Regions from separate parts of the Mus musculus genome. Here region 1 is linked to region 2. The links are chromatin contacts, called in public HiChIP or PLAC-seq maps. All regions are on one chromosome and are shown on one strand. The core of a region is the stretch at or near the end of the contact, and the rest is flanking DNA. Distances in the headings are between cores, read along the strand shown.

What was found. HiChIP or PLAC-seq counts read pairs in DNA pulled down with a chosen protein or histone mark.
Region 1: an H3K27ac HiChIP or PLAC-seq map of acute myeloid leukemia shows a contact between it and region 2, with 4 times the contacts expected there. The contact joins two enhancer-like sites. A contact is called at or near these places in 2 of 39 promoter capture datasets (hippocampal neurons and liver) and 2 of 115 datasets of contacts at active chromatin or transcription factors (acute myeloid leukemia and embryonic stem cells).

Annotation. Positions count from the first base shown.
Region 1 is chr1:79,682,795-79,685,572 of GRCm38.p6, forward strand. No RefSeq gene overlaps it. Among named protein-coding and RNA genes, the nearest start is that of Ap1s3, 12 kb to the left of the region's middle. Within about 2 kb of position 1,482, at least 39 of the 459 cell types and tissues checked have an H3K27ac peak or open chromatin away from gene starts, as enhancers often do. A contact at or near this core is called in acute myeloid leukemia, where this site is marked.
Region 2 is chr1:79,313,410-79,316,403 of GRCm38.p6, forward strand. No RefSeq gene overlaps it. Among named protein-coding and RNA genes, the nearest start is that of Gm29536, 90 kb to the left of the region's middle. Within about 2 kb of position 1,267, at least 7 of the 459 cell types and tissues checked have an H3K27ac peak or open chromatin away from gene starts, as enhancers often do. A contact at or near this core is called in acute myeloid leukemia, where this site is marked.

The DNA.
Region 1 (2,778 bases), core at 232-2,731, 370 kb after region 2:
CTTTGAATTGATTTGCGATTGGGATCCTTATGTCCAGGCCCTTGTCCGCAGGGGCCCATCCCACAACTCAATGCGCAGCGTGGAAGCCCTCTCTCTTGGGGCATGGTTATCAGGTGTCCCATCCAGTCTTTATTCAACATTGACCTAGATGGTCCTGCTTCAAATCTACCCTTCCAGAGAAAATGCCGTGTGGATATTAGCTTGAAGTTGAATGTCTGATTAAATGAAGGCCAGGATGGAGAAAAATCATGTTTTGGTTTTGTCTTCAGTTTTAGAAATTGGATTCTAACAGACTTGGGAGAGTTAAAGACCAAGTCTTTTTTTTTTTTTTTTTTTTTTTTTTAAAGACCAAAACATGGTAGTGGCGACATCTAGTGTTCATCATAAGTAATAGCTGACAAGAAGAATCTGCTTCTTTTTGTTTTGTTTTGTTTTTGTTTTCTTTTTTATTCCCTCCATTTCTTTCTCTCCCCCTACTCCCCAACCGATATTTTTTTCTAAAGCAAATTAAGTGTAATTCGGGGTAAATATTCGTTATGAACCAGAGTTTACAAGAACATCTTCACTGACTTTGTGAGTGTATATGGTTGGTGCCTTTCCAAATCTGAGAAACAAGATTTGGTCATCTCCCTGGGAGCTTCTGATGCAATTCAAACTTGTAAATTTTATTTCTTTCAAGACCTCGTCATTGCAGTTTTTCCAAGGCCGTGATCCTGGGCAGCCTTGGTTGTGAGGTTGGGGTCACTTCCACCACAATGTGGGCTATCCTCAATGGTAAAATCAGTGGGAAATCTAAGAAGAGTCAACCATGAAGCCCCCAGAGGTAATGTGGGTTTCTCAAACTCCATCTCTCAGGACTGGAAACTGAATCTGGGTTCCACTTAGTACTACCCTTGGCTTGATTAGTTGTCAAAGAGCAAAGCCCTGATCCTATTGCAGCAATGCCTATCCGGCTATAATTTGCTGGTCTGACCCAGTCTGGAATGTAAGAATAGATTTTATTAGAGGGTCCAGGTGGCAGGCAATGCTGAAAGCACCCTAAAGGCGCTAGCTCACTACGCCTTTGCTACCGCACTCTCGGCAGCGCTATCTGGAGGTAAGTTTTCGCCCCATCTGATAGACGCATGATCAGAAGACATAATGCTCTGGGAAATCAACCAGAAACCCATAGTCTTTGTACCCCTCAACTTCCCCAAGCCCTACGCATGCAGCAGCACTTGGGGTGTTTTTTTGTTTTTGTTTTTGTTTTTTTGATATTGATTTTACCAATGAAGACTCAGGAGCCAGATGCTGGGATGAAAGCCTGATAGCTCAGAAAGTTAGAGAAAGCACCCAGTTGACCTTCCTCCTCAGTTGACCCACCAGGAACTCCCTCTCTCACCTCAAGAACCCCTCAAACTGAAAGTCACTCCCTTCTACTTCCTGTTCTACCCATACTCCTGACTCCTCTTTACTCTCTATGGTTTTTATCTTAATAATCCTAAACTCACTTCCTGTTATCTGGTTGCTTGTTCCTCCTCTTGAGCTACAGTTGACTTCTTTTAATCCTGTTTACAGTGTTGAAGCAGAAAGCTCTTGGATTAAAGGTGTGTGCTAAGATTGAGCCCCACCACAACTAAAAGCAGGTTTTTCCAGTAAATAACCCAATCTCGGGGTTCACAGTTCGATCAAATATCCTGCAGCATGTGGGTTCAGTGGGTACATTCTGAGTGAACCAAGATGAAACTCACATCAAGACCCCACTCAGGAGAGCCACCAGATTGCCCCAATACCTTGCAACATTTTCTGAGCTCTGGAAGTTTACAGTCTTACAGCTCTATCCCCTGTCCTTGGAGGGTTTCTTTCCCATAGCACACTCTCTTGGCAAGCAGCATAGTCGAAACCCCAGCCCTTTTCAGTCTTTACGGGTCCCTTTTTCAAGAAACTAGATAACAAGACTCCCAAGGGTCGAGTCTGAGAACTTGTGCGTGGCATTGCCCAGGATAGACCCTCTGTGAAAGCACCCTCTGGTCTTTGAAGGCCATGAACAAGGGACTCAGGATGATGCCAGACCACATGCCTCAACCCTCCCTCACAAAGTGATCTTGGTTGGTCTCCCAGCCTCCCAACCTAGGCTCTGTTTTCTTCCATATTCCCTCACCAAAGCAACTTCAAATCTGAAGTCATCTCTGTCATTTCCAAGAGAAAGACAGAAGAAAGGGAAAATAATAAACATTTTCTATAACAGATTCCAAGGAAGCCATGACTTTACATGCTTTAGTCTTCTTTACGTACAGCACATTCTGCAGGTGATGAGAATGCTGATGTCCACAGTGGTTGCATAACTCATAACTATGTTAACGTAGCTAGGGATACAGAGATGGAGTTTAAAGACTGTTAAATCTGGCTCCAAAGCCCAGGCTCTACCCTATGCCAACCTGAAGGTGAGCCTCAATGATTCTTCGTGGATAGTTCTGCGTCTGGGAATCCCTAGGCAAAGTATGAGGATATATTTTGGAGTCAGAAAAGGTAGAGTTTGAGAAATCCTTTGTTATCCATGGAATGGAATAGAAGTAATTGCTAATTTGGAGAATTTGTGAAAGGATTAACTAAAACAGTCCAGGCAAATAACTCAGCATTGGAATTGAGAAAGAATGACACGGCATATTAGCGATCCCTGCCTGGTCCTCTTCAAGTCTGGACTCAGGTGAGCCAACACAGGGCTTCACATAAAAGAAGTAGTAATAGCAACCATTTAAAAACTGCTGGGCAGCACAGGTTTGCGCTCAAATATGCGGT
Region 2 (2,994 bases), core at 17-2,516:
GTGATTTTGAAGTGTTTGTAGAAGTAGTGGAGTCAATAAAAATGTTTTTCTCAATTATGGTTGGATATTTTGGTGGTTGCCCAAATTATGATGCTGGAATAGAATACATAGCTGAGTGTATTGATGAATTTGTGTAGTCCACAGATTTCAGGAGGCTGAGTCCAGCGATTACTTGAGCCAAGCATTTGAGAAAAGCCTAGATAACATTATCAGGCCTTGCCTTAAAGATATATAGATGATAGATAGATAGATAGATAGATAGATAGATAGATAGATAGATTTGTCACTTCTTGACAAGTGTTGCCAGTTTAACAACTCCATTTTTATATATTCAAGATTGAGGTTGTCAGGTTAGTGTATCTCCTCTTCCATAACCTTTTGTCTTCATCTCTTCTCCAAACCATTCTAACACATGGCCAGAGTTGTCCACTAAGTTCAAGTCCATGCTTTGGTCTGGATTTCTTGTACTCCCTCCATTCTGATCTTTCTAAGAGACATCTTGTCCTAACTCTTACCAGACTTCCATCTTGTTCCCTATAAATCTGCTCTCCTCAGTGTATATATGTATTGCCCATCAGGTATTTCCACTTTAACAAATACCTTGCATATCTTCATCAAGAACAAGAAGACATAAAATAACCATTCTCAGTCTACACTGGAAAAGAAATTTGAGACAAGCATCTCTCTGTTATTTATATTTTATTGTATTTTTTTTAAATGCTCTGCCTGCCTCTGGCTATGGCCACCTGTTTAACAGGCTGGTTTTTTATTAAATTTTGACTTCTTCGGGATTTCTCTTCTCCTAGGTGCCTTAGTAGCATTTAAGCTATGGGACTTCTAATTCTCTGGGTATCAGAGACTAAGAGGTGCCCTATGTCCCTTCACGTGTTGTCAAGTATAGCCCATGATTGCTATGGCTGTCAAGCCACCTGACCTGACTTTGACACATAATATATCATTGACGGACTTCTAAGCTTTTTCAAACACCAGAAAGCCTGTTGTTCCCTTTGGGTTTTCCTTTGTAAGAATTCATTTCTTATTTCCCTCCTCCTGAAGAACAAAATGAGAAAGGAGGAATAGTGAGTCAACGCCTGAATTTTGTTTCTATTCAGCTAAGGTCATTTCCAGGACTAGACAAAGAAAAAAAAAACAGCAAAATGTTATGACAACTTTCAGACCAGAATATTTGTCAGTTAGAGTGTGCTCAGAAATGATCTCCGCATCTATTCCCCATCTAAACTGTTCTCAGATCAGGTTACAGTCTAAAATGTTAACAAATGATACAGAAGGGCACATTTTACTATAAATCACACCGTTAACGATGGAGCAGCCTGTGCTTATCTGATCTGGTTGCTAAGTACTCAGGCTTTATGTCTCAGGGGCCTACAGAGACAGAAGCACCAGCTGAAGTTGAGCCAGAAGATTTGGTAAGCAGCAATATCAACCTGTTGAAGATGAACGCAGGCACAAAGCTCCCCTAGATATGTTTAGGTGCTTCAGACAAATGAAGCAAGGAAAAGTTACTCAACATTGGACTACTGTGAAGTAACAGCCTAGTCAGAAACCATCTGGAACTTATCTTGAGCTGCCAGAGGATATTTCAGGAACAAAGCAATTAATATTTCCCAGGCTGCACAATTTCACTTTTCTTCTTCCTTATTCCCAACTAAACATTTCTTCTAAGAGAACCCAAACTGAATAGGTTATTTAGCTTGCTGTAGTTTCCTAGGGTGCACGCACTCGTGTGTGTGTGTGTGTGTGTGTGTGTGTGTGTGTGTGTGTGTGTGTGATATGAAGATAACTGTATAAAGGAAGTCATGGTTGTCTCAACATGAGTTCAGAGAGTAACCTTAGCTCATGTTCAGCTTCTAGCTTGTGAGTTAAGCTTATTGCTTTCTAGGTATCAGATTTTTCTCTTATAAAATATGTTCCCTGTGATCAAGACAGATAAAATATGAAAACCACTCTACAACCCAGGCTCAGCTGGTACTAACTATGTTCTCCAGGCTGGCTTCGAACTCACAGAAATCCCCTTACCCCATTTTCCTGATTCCTGCAGTTACAGGAATAAGTCACTATCTAGGTTAGGGTATCATTGTTGTGAAGTGACAATCAAGGCATTTCTTATAAAAGAAAATATTTAACTGGGGCTGGCTTACAGTTTCAGAGGTTCAGTACATTATCATCAAGGTGGGAAGCATGGCAGCCTGCAGGCAGACTTGTTGCTAAAGGACCGGCGGATTCTACATCTTGATTCTAAGGCAGCCAGGAGGAATTCCATACTGGGTGGAGCTTGAACATAGAGACCTCAAAACCCAGCCCCAGAATGACACGTGTACTCCAACAATGCCACACCTCCTAATAGTGCCACTCCCCATGGGCCAAGCATTCAAACACATGAGTCTAAGAGGGTCAAACCACCAGACAGTATACCTAGTTTTCTTCCTTCTCTCCTTTCTTTCTACCTTCCTTCCTTTTTTTTTTCAATCAGCAAAACGTTTATTTTTAAATACCTCCTAAACTGTGGAATTCTTACATGCATGAGTGACAGGCAGTATAGACAACAAGCCCTGTCTTGTCATTATGATTCCTGTACGGCCCCACAAATGCTAAGACCTTACCATTAGCCATATATATGTTAAAATAGAAATAGCTGGGTAAATACTGAAGAACAAAGTGTAAAATAATGCCAGTTTTGAAACGTAAGCCAATGCAACTGTGCATTGATGTACTAATACTTGCACAGACATGCATAAAGAAGCCATATAAACAGAAGTAAAAACCTAACTGGAGGTGAGGGCATGAGGACACACTCCTCTAGTCCCCATACGGGGAGGCAGAGAAGGTGGGTCTCAGAGAATATAGGAAAGAGCTTTAGGAAATGAAAGGATCAGTGGAGTCTTTGTGGGTGAAAACAGGAACCACAGGAAGTCAATTCCATACAGGGGACAGCTAAACACTCAAGGAATCGGGATGGGATTTTAGTTGTTACTC